Linked DNA regions of Mus musculus: all the other regions are linked to region 2. Evidence: chromatin contacts called from public HiChIP or PLAC-seq and promoter capture Hi-C data. All regions are on one chromosome and are shown on one strand. The core of a region is the stretch at or near the end of the contact, and the rest is flanking DNA. Distances in the headings are between cores, read along the strand shown.

The links. Promoter capture Hi-C pulls out the DNA fragments that hold promoters and counts their contacts. HiChIP or PLAC-seq counts read pairs in DNA pulled down with a chosen protein or histone mark.
Region 1: a FOXA1 HiChIP or PLAC-seq map of pancreatic cancer cells shows a contact between it and region 2. The contact joins the promoter of Atp2b4 here to the promoter of Kdm5b in region 2. A contact is called at or near these places in 1 of 39 promoter capture datasets (fetal liver) and 1 of 115 datasets of contacts at active chromatin or transcription factors (pancreatic cancer cells).
Region 3: a promoter capture Hi-C map of liver shows a contact between it and region 2, with 2.8 times the contacts expected there. The contact joins the promoter of Ipo9 here to the promoter of Kdm5b in region 2. A contact is called at or near these places in 3 of 39 promoter capture datasets (cranial neural crest, liver and pre-B cells) and 1 of 115 datasets of contacts at active chromatin or transcription factors (pancreatic cancer cells).

The regions. Positions count from the first base shown.
Region 1 is chr1:133,751,876-133,755,447 of GRCm38.p6, reverse strand. Atp2b4 (ATPase, Ca++ transporting, plasma membrane 4) reads left to right here and starts at 1,701. Exons shown (of 20, transcript NM_213616.4): 1 at 1,701-2,359. The coding sequence starts at 2,167.
Region 2 is chr1:134,558,381-134,561,622 of GRCm38.p6, reverse strand. It overlaps Kdm5b (lysine (K)-specific demethylase 5B), which reads right to left and starts at 1,445. Exons shown (of 27, transcript NM_152895.2): 1 at 1,081-1,445. The coding sequence starts at 1,284. It also overlaps a transcript of Mgat4e not described here.
Region 3 is chr1:135,429,037-135,432,143 of GRCm38.p6, reverse strand. It overlaps Ipo9 (importin 9), which reads left to right and starts at 1,653. Exons shown (of 24, transcript NM_153774.1): 1 at 1,653-1,876. The coding sequence starts at 1,714.

The DNA.
Region 1 (3,572 bases), core at 452-2,951, 810 kb after region 2:
GGCTTTAGGTCAATGAGAGACCCTAGCCCAAAGTTTACCTTTGACCTCTAAGCACATGTATACACATAAAAATGCACACATACCTGTGTGTGCATACAAGTGCGCATGCACAATAAACTAGGTATAGTAAGAAATTAACAAAAATAATTAGCAGAATAATTAAGCAATTATGATAGCATAGTTTGTGAATGTGTGCCCTCTTCTTGTACTCAAGTCTTCTTTCCACGGGATTTGAATAGGAGGGGACTGCTAGTGTGGGTCTTGCTCCTATGCCAGTCTTAATGAGGGAGTTACACCTACTGCCTCAGGGAACCTTCTCAGGATTCCCTGCTTGCTTAACTTGTTGTAAGTCGGGGTATTGGGGAGGTGGATGGAACATGCTGGCTGAGGGGCAGAAGTGGGATAACCTCCATTCCAGAGGAACCTGCCTGAAACAGGATTGGTTGAAATCAGTCAGGAGCTTTGGCCAGATGGGATTTCTGGAGAAAATAAATTGATAAAAAGAGCCAAGTTCTTCTCTGATGACTCAAGAGTTGTATTCACCTTCTAGAAGCAAAAAAAAAAAAAAAAAAAAAAAAAAAAAAAAAAAAAAAAAGCATTTGTTTATTACCTAGCCAATTGGAGTGCCTTGCCAGACCCTGGCAGCATCGACCAATTGCAGGGTGGTTATTTCACCAGAATGGGGCCCTACATACTTGAGCCTCTCCTATCGGAGGAGCTGATATATAACATGTAGCCAGCCCTTGTCTGCAGCTGAGCATAGGGCTCAGCTCAGTCTCTAAGCCACCTTCAGCCCCTCTCATCCCCACATACCCTTAGCTGTGCCTGCACACCCTAGCCAGTATGTGCTCCAGCTAACGTCTATCTTGCTGAGGGAAAAATGCCTACCTTTCTCTGATGTGTCACTATGCTAACATGAGCCCCTCTGGTTGCTCCCTTACCCTGAGGACAGTGTTGGGACCTGTCTATGGGCTGAACAGACTGTTCTCTTATCTCTCCTACACTGGAAAAACTTGAACACTCACTATCTTTCTTCCCAGAGCTCCACCTGGCCCTTATAGAAAAACTGAATCCACCCTGTGTCATAAACTGTTAGCGTGTTTCACTCTTTTCTTACCAGGAAAAGCCTCTGCGAGGGCTTAGCCTTGAGACCAAAATTTGGTGCCAGATAACTGCTGTAGGTTTCCAAATTTTCATACCACTGAAGGCTGAGTGTTCTAAGAGACCTTTTATCAGCCTGTCTTTCTGGATTGTAAATGTCTGTGTTGGGAGTAGAAGGTGCACAAGCAAGCCATGTTTCAGCCCCCTTGGGTCTAGATTCCTTTTCTGATTCTTCTCACATCTTACAGGTAAGGCCAGACTAATGTATCCTATAGGTCAGTCAGCCCATGAAGGGGAGGAGCATTAGAGGTTATAACCTTTTATATGCGAGTTCCTTGAGTTATTTTGTGTGCCTTGATTTGGAAGAAATAAGGCTTAAAGATGATGTTTCTGAGATAAATCCTCTACATTCCCAGCCAGCAGGCCTACCCAGGGCTTCCCATGAGCCTGGATACTGAGCTCAGGCCTCAGTTCTCAGTTCCGTTCAGCCACCAACTGTCATTTAAACCCTTCTTCTCGAGAGTACCTTGCAGATCCTGGATCCTCATGGCTGTTCTAATTGTTCCTTTTTGTCTTTTTTTTGCATCTCTATTCCAGAGGCCTAGCCCTCATCGTTATCCAGGGAGCCCTCCTCTTTTTCCTGACGCCAGCCTACCATCGTAATTGCTGATTGTTGCTAAGGTTGCTTCCATGGTAACATGCTTATCCTGTTTACACTTCTATATGGACAAGAAGTCTAAACTAGGAACCTACCTACTCTGGACAACCATTCCCATCTCCACCCAGAGGACACCAATCATCGTGACACCACGTCCATCTTTTACTAAGTTCCCCCAACCTCTTCCTCTTCTCACTAGTAGACTTAATACAGAAGCAAGGATCTAGGCCGGGTGTTGCTACTCTGAAACTTATTGCACGAGATATTGTCAATTTATCCCCTAACTGACCTCCCAGAGAAGAAAGAAGTGGGAAGAAACGGCGAATAGAAGGCAAGAGACACTGATCAGTTAGAGGGGAAACTCTACATCTTCTCTGGTTGAGAGTCTGGTAACTGAAGAAGGCAAAATGACGAATCCACCAGGACAAAGCGTGTCAGCCAACACAGTGGCTGAGAGCCATGAAGGGGAGTTTGGCTGCACCTTAATGGACCTGCGAAAGCTCATGGAGCTTCGTGGAGCTGATGCAGTGGCCCAGATCAGTGCCCACTACGGAGGGGTACAGGAAATCTGCACTAGACTGAAAACCTCCCCTATAGAAGGTAAAGGCCATTTCAAGGGTTGGGGATTGGGGGCAGTGAGTAGGATTTTGAAATATTTTTGTCTAGCTTCTAGGGAAAGTCCGGTTCTGGAGATCCAATAAGTTGTGTCTGGTCTGGTGGGGAGAGCACAGACCTCTAAAGCCGAGGTGGCCACTGAGGGAGGGCATGAAGAGCTTTCCTCCTCTACCACGTTTAGGAACTGTGATCTCTGAGTCATTCTCTCCTCCTACTTCTGTGTCGGTCCATCGTATGGAGGGTCCTTATTTATTATGTAGATGCACTTATCAGTATAGTCAATGTCCTCACTTAATTAGATTTTGATTACAGAAGAGCTTAAGATGGACATCTTCCTCACACTGATCTTAAAGCTCAATGGATGAGAAAAGACGACAGGAAGTAGTATTCCAGCCATCTGAGTACCTTACTGTACACAGAAATGGGTTGGCATATCATAAATATGTATTTGGATAAATTAATATTTTCTGTCTTGGAGTTTCTGATTTTTTTTAACCCTGTCTAATAAAAATTTTTCCCCACCATGTAGGGTCCAAACCCAGGGCTTTGTACAGCGCCCCGACATTAATCTGTAGCCTCAGCCCACTGTTTTGCTTTTTAATTTAAGACAGATTCTCAGTACATTGCCCAGAGTGGACTTGAGCTCACTCTACAGTACAGGCAGGATGTCAGGTTATGATGTTACAGGCCAGGCATATATCTTATAAGCTCTGAGTTCAGGTATTTGAAATAATGTTTATAGCTAGCCTGTAGAGTTACTGGGATTAAGTAGTACAGTGCATATGCACACATGTGTGTTTGTGTGTGCATGTGAGAACTGATAATAGGTGTTGAATAAACTGAATATAGGCCATATGCCTGGAGATTTTCCTAGGGTGTGAATGCCCATGAGTTTCAAAGAAACATAATCTCTACTCTGGTTAAGGTATGTGTGACTGCAGCTGCTGTCTGTTCCCTGTGCTCCCTGTCATCTCTGAGGCCTGATTTTAGGGTGACAGTGCTTAGTTGCTCACAGTCAGTCCCCTGGGCCTTCCAGCTTGTGTCTAATACTGCCTTTTGGATACTGTCCACTTCCTGCTAGTTGAAGTTTTATTATTGGTGATGGTGGTGGTGGTTTTATTATTTGCTTATTGAAACAAGGTTTCACTCAGTAGCCCAGGCTGGTCTCAAACTCAAATGAATCATCCCATCTCAGCCT
Region 2 (3,242 bases), core at 196-2,695:
AGGGGGACGGGGACGGGGAAGGAGTGGGCCGGGCTCTCCGCGGACGTTGCAGCCGTTAGGGCCGTCTTGGGGACACCCCACCCCTCAGAGCCCCCCAAGCTCGAGGCGCTAGAGCCCCCGCCGGGAAGGCCGAGTAGGGAAAGCTAGGGACCAGGATGAAATCTCCAAGAGCTCGTCTGACATCTCCCCTACAAGCACAGCCTCTCCACCTCAGCCCCAGCCAGGCCTCCCCCCCCCCCCCGCGCCGGGAGCAAAGCAGTCCGGCCCCAAGTCCGTGTGGGAGCGTCCGCCAGGACCTGCGAGCATCAGGGCCCCCGCCGCTTGGCCTGCCCCCACCATCCTCAAAGTGTCGTCCCCCCACCCCGACCCTTGCACCCCCACCACCACTCAACCAGCCGCTCCAGACCGGCCCAGCGGCTCCTCCCCTCCCCCAGTAGCGCCGGCCGCCCCCTGGCCCAGCTCGCCCTGGGGACTCCCAGAGGCCGAGGGACCAGGTGGTGGTGGGGGACCCGGGTCCGGAGGGTGGGGCGCTCAGGTGAGGGCAGCTTCGGGCCGACGCCGCCACCACACAAAGGACCAGGGGCTCCCGCCGCCATATTGAAAACTTTCCTCCTCACACGACAACTCGCAAGTCCCCCACCCCCACCCATCACACACCCCCGCACCCCGAGAAGGAGGCGAGGACCAGCCACGGAGCCGTGCGGGCCCAGAGCCCTGCCTCCGCGCCCGCGTCTCAGCCGGGCTCGGGAGGACTCCCCAGCGACCACCCCGGCGGCTGCCAACCACTCCAGCCCGCACCGCTGCCGGGCGGTGCAGCGCACCAGCCCCCGGAGCCGCACCGACCTAGCCCCCTCCGGCCGCCCCGCCGGAGCCCGCGGTCCTCACGGCCCACATCCCACCCGGGACGGGGGCCCCCGCGCCTTCCTCCCACCGCCGCATCTCCGACCCTCGGAGCCACCCCAAACTTGACCGGGCCCGCGGGACGACCGCTCCCCGCCCCCGCGCCTCCGGCCTCCCGGGCCGCGCGTCCTCGCTCCCTCCCCCAGCCGCGAGCAGGATCCGGGGTGCTGGCTGACTCACCGGCGGCGGCCGCACCTTACAGATCCCAGTCTGCTCGGCTATGGGCCGGATCTTGTGGATGAAAGCGAAGGGGTCCGCGAACTCTTCCCAGCTCGGCTCGAAGACCGGACACTCGGGGGGAGGCAGGAACTCTCCCAGCGGGCCCGGGCCCCCGAGGGGCAGCGCCGGGCGCGGGCCTGGGGGCAGCGTGGTGGCCGGCTCCATCACCGCGACCTGGGCAGGGGCGAGCACAGGGCAGGCTCCGCAACCGCGGCAGCGAGCTCCGCTCCGTCCGAAACCCGTGCAGACGCACAGCTCGGGCGACAGGTCCGACTTCTACTAGCAACGGCAACACCTAGGGCTTTTTCAGCCTTCCTCCGACGACGTCTTGCCGCTACCCCACGCAGTGCTCCTCCGCCGCCACGGCGAGGAAAAAAGTCCCTGCTGCCACCCCGAGCCAGGTCTCGCCCCGCCCCCTAGCCGGGAGGGGCAGGGGCCTTCCGCCTGGGATGTTTATCCTTAATGCTTCAGTTAACCTCTGAAGTTTCAGAATTCTTCCTCTCAAGAAGTTAACAGTCTAGTAGGGAGAACAGAGTTACAATCCATCAATCACGTCATATATTTTGGCACGAAAGATTTGCTTAGTAAAACCCGAGAAGCAGAGTACTGAAATTGGAGGATTCTCCAGGTAGAGAAAACACCTTGAACACAAGGAGCAGCAAGGACAGACACATAGAGTAATGAGGAGAGCAATAACTCTTCGAGCACTTGCTTATCCTAGACACTGTGTAAAGTGCAAGTGCTTTTCGGGATTGTTTAGTCTGTGAGGGGATTAAGCATTTGACCAAATCCAACAGTTCAGTCTATTTACTGGAAAGTAGGGTTGTTGCACAGAAATCTACACATATACAAGGTTGGACTTGAGCAAAAGCATCTTGAAATAATCCAATCAAGGAATGATGGGGCCTAAATAAATTCAGCAGCGCTATAGGTTAAAGTGAAATTGTAGGAAATAAAAGTTAGACTAGGACGGGACCAGAAGAATAGCGTACTAAGGGTCTGACAGATGGCATCCCTGGGACAAGCATCCATGAGCATGTTCTAGGGAAGATGTATTCACCCCTGAACAGGCTGAGCCTGAGATGTCTCTGCTACAAAGATTTTCAACAGGCTAAAAGGTACAACAGGTCTGAAGGAAAGAAAGAGATCAGAGTGTTTCAGAGGAAGCAATGGAAGAGCTGAGAGGTTAAGTAACCATGAAATCCAAAGATGGGGGATGGCCCCAGAAAAAGTCAGGTCATAAGTAGAACTTGAACACAAACATAATTTCTTTTTTTTTTTTTTTGTTTTGTTTTTTCGAGACAGGGTTTCTCTGTATAGTCTTGGCTGTCCTGGAACTCACTTTGTAGACCAGGCTGGCCTCGAACTCAGAGATCCACCTGCCTCTGCCTCCCAAGTGCTGGGATTAAAGGCGTGTGCCACCACCGCCCGGCGATTTCTTTAATCTAGAAAGCAACCAAACTCGTGGAAAGACTGCCTGCCACTGTATAAGGAAGGATCAGTGGCTCCACAGCCCTCCCTTCAGAATAGACCATCACTCAGCCTCTGGGTTTAGATTTTAATAGGACTAATGTGACCTAGGCTGGCCTGGAACTCTCTACATAGCCAAAGATGACTCTGATCTCCTGATCATCCTCCTGCCTCTACCTCTTAAACGCTGGGATTACAGATATATCCTATCACACAGAGACCATGGTTCTTCAGCTTAAAAATGGAAAGAGTTAGAAGTTAGATGTGGTGGCGCACACCTTTAATCCTACACAAAGTTCCAGGCCAGCCAGACCTGCATAATGAGCTTCCGCATCAAAGACAGAGAGAGCCGGCTCAGCAGATTAAGGGCATTTGCTTCCGCCTTAGAGGATGTAAACTTAGTTTCCAGATCAATGCCCATCAGCTCCCAACTGCCTCTTCACCCCCAGCCTCAGAGGCTCTGATGTCTCTCCTGGCCCCTACAAGCAACACACACATTTTTTTTATTTTTTTATTATTTTCCTCATTTACATTTCAAATGCTATCCCAAAAGTCCCCTATACCCTCCCCCGCCCTGCTCCCCTACCCACCCACTCCCACTTCTTGGCCCTGGCATTCCCCTGTACTGGGGCATATAAAGTTTGCAAGACCAA
Region 3 (3,107 bases), core at 404-2,903, 870 kb before region 2:
CTTCTGTGTTCATGTCCTCAGGGCTAGCTTACCCAGTCCCTTGCCCTCAGGGTCAGCTCTACTATGTTGCCCAGGCGAGGGGCAGGGCCAGCTCAGAATAGTGCCTCAGGCAGCAGTCCTGACCAGGGACATCTGCATGGCCTTTGGTGGTAAAACAGCCTGGGATATCAACACAGACCTGGTTGCCATAGGACCTCTAACCCAGACAGGTGGACCCCCGAAGCAGTATGGATCCAGATGTCCCACGGTATCAAGTGCAGCCATTCAGATTAGCATGTCTCCCCTCCCTCTGGCAGCATGCCTCTCAGATATCCACATGGTCTCTGGTAGCAGCCCAGACCACTGACATCCACTTTGCCTTTGATGCTAATTCAGGTGCCAGACATTGACACAGACTGCAACTCCAGCTGCAGCAGGACCAGGAACCCAGACATGGCCCTTGGGGGCAGCTGGAGCCAGGACCTCAGCATGGCCTCCTCATATCCCCCTATTCTTCACTGCCTTCAAGTCCCTAGTTCCACCTTTCTCCACAGTATATGAACCCTTCAGCTTGGTTTCCTCCTCCATCTCCACCACACTCCCCATCTTTCCCATCTCCCCATCACACATTCATCCATCGTAGTGGTAGCCACGGCAGGTGCTTGGGTGTCTTTCATCCGGCCTCCCCCAACACTTTTTAAAAAATTAAGTAATGCTATATATTTGCAGGATTCACTCATAGTAGTCACACTCATAGAATCACTCTAGAGCCATGTGTGGTGGCACATACCTGCAATCTCTGCAATGGGGGAGGTGAAAACAGAAAGATCAAGATAAGGGAGTTCAAGGCCAGTGTGGGCTACAGAGCAAGTTTGAGGCTAGTCTGGGCCACATATGACCTTGTCTCAAAACAAGATAACGACAAATAGGTAGATAATATTTTTTTTAAAAAAATCATTCTAGAAAAATGCTCCTTCGCCTGTAGGTAGTCTCCCCTGGACAGCCCTTTTTGACATTGGGTTCATCTAAGCTAAAAAGCTAGAAGACTGGATTTTTCTAAAGCAACCACTCCCCACTGCCAATTTCACTTCAGTTTTTCTGCGTGTCTCCTTTTCCCTGTCCGCTCCCCAGCATCTTAGGATCTCTAAAGCTAAACTGTAAACGGAGCCAACTGAATAACTGCTGTTTTTAGTTGAGGGGAGGGGTGTTAGTTTTAAAAAGATGCTATTCTGACCCCCTTCCTTAAGGCCCGACCTCTGTCCTAACTCATCTTAAATCTGGGCCTAGAATCATGCAGGTAGAGAGCGGTGATGGGCGAGGCGAGGGAGGGCATCTACAATCCCACTACAATCCACAGCAGACAAGGTGCAGGGCCTTCTGTGCTCACGCCCTCGGGATTAGCTTTCTTGCTCCCTTGCCATCAGGGCCTTGCCATCAAAGGTTACGCGCCTTTATTCCAAGCGCGTTTTCTAACAGCGCGTGCGACTTCAGGACTACAAACCGTTATGAGAATTCTGTGTGTGCATAGACGCCCAAAGCTTTCCTGGCCCGCGAATCGCGGTTCGGTTCCGGCAGCAGAAGGCGCTGTCTCCCGAGGCTGCGCTCTATCCCCGCCCCCCGCCCGCTCCCGCGTACTTAGGTGCGCAGGCGCGGCTTCGCGGATTGGCCGTACGCGGGAGCCGTCATTCGGTGGCGGGTCCCGGCCGCGGGGCTGGCGGGCTGAGGGGAGGAAAGATGGCGGCAGCGGCGGCAGCTGGTGCGGCTTCTGGGCTGCCGGGTCCAGTGGCACAGGGATTGAAGGAGGCGTTGGTGGATACCCTCACCGGAATCCTGTCCCCGGTGCAGGAGGTGCGGGCGGCTGCAGAGGAGCAGATTAAGGTGCTGGAGGTGACAGAGGGTGAGTGAGGCGGGACCGTCACGAGGATGGTTCGGACCAGGGCCGGCCGCACAGTCCGCTGACCGTAGGGATTTGGGGATCTTGAGCCAGCGGAGAGGTGGGCGTCAGGAGTGGATTAGGAAACGTGGGGGTGGGGGTGCCGCTGGTGGCTGGGAAAGTCCTAGAAGAAGGGTGGCGCGTCTGAAAGGAAAGGGTCGGGGGAGGTGGAGCCTTAGCGGGGATGGGGTGGGGGAAGACTTGAAAAGATAGATAGATAGTGGCGGGGTTCTGCCGAGGACAGAAATGAAGTTCGACGTGGTGCTGGCGGTGTCGCGCAATCTAGATGATCTCTGAGCCCAAGACAAGGTCTTTTTGCCGTTTTCTTCACCAGCTCTGTTGTAGTGGGATCAGGGAAGGGAGCTAGAGAAGAGCCAGAAGTAAGGCCCTTAAGGAGGCGGCCACCATCGAACAAGTTTCAGCATCAGAGTTTTAAATCTGGCTGGTTGTTCAGACACATCACGTTTTCCTAGAAATCAACTCAATCCGATGCATACGACGCTTCACTTTCCGACCATGCTTCCCGTTTGTTTTTTGTTTTTTAAAGACTTAATGGCAATTATTAAATTACTGTGCATTTCTATGTACAGGAACCGATCTTCCTTTGTTTTAGATTCTTTGTTCTCATCCTCCCGTTATGTTCTTTAACGTGTTAGAGAAGAAACTATTAGCTTGACGTTTTCTTTTAATTTCCTGTTTAGTGGGCTTTCAGCGGGCCTGTTTTCACAAAGAACAGAAAAAAGGGTCAAGTCTCCTTGGTCTTTATGTAAGAAACGTACCTGATTCGGAATTCCAGATCCTCGGAATCCCCAAGCTCAAGGGAATATTTCCACTGCTCCTTAAACTTAGGCTTCCTCAGAAATATGGGAGATTGTTTCCATATTTGACCAACCACCCTCAAAGCCTTGAGTTAATACTCCTGCAGGACTTTTTATTGAAAAGAAGTGGATGTGGTGGGGGAACCTCCCTTGAATTTAGTTTTTATATCCTCTAATATGACCAACTATTGAAGGCAAGTTTCCTTCTGTTGGGACTATTGGGATTTAATAGGTTAGAGACTATTTTGAAAGGCCAGGTGTAGTTTTATAACATTACCAGACTCTTAAGAGAGGGAACCGTGAATGGAAGAAAGCTATTGGAACGAAGCACATAACTAACTTGTCCTGAGGTTTCTAGGTCAAATTCCTTGACTTTA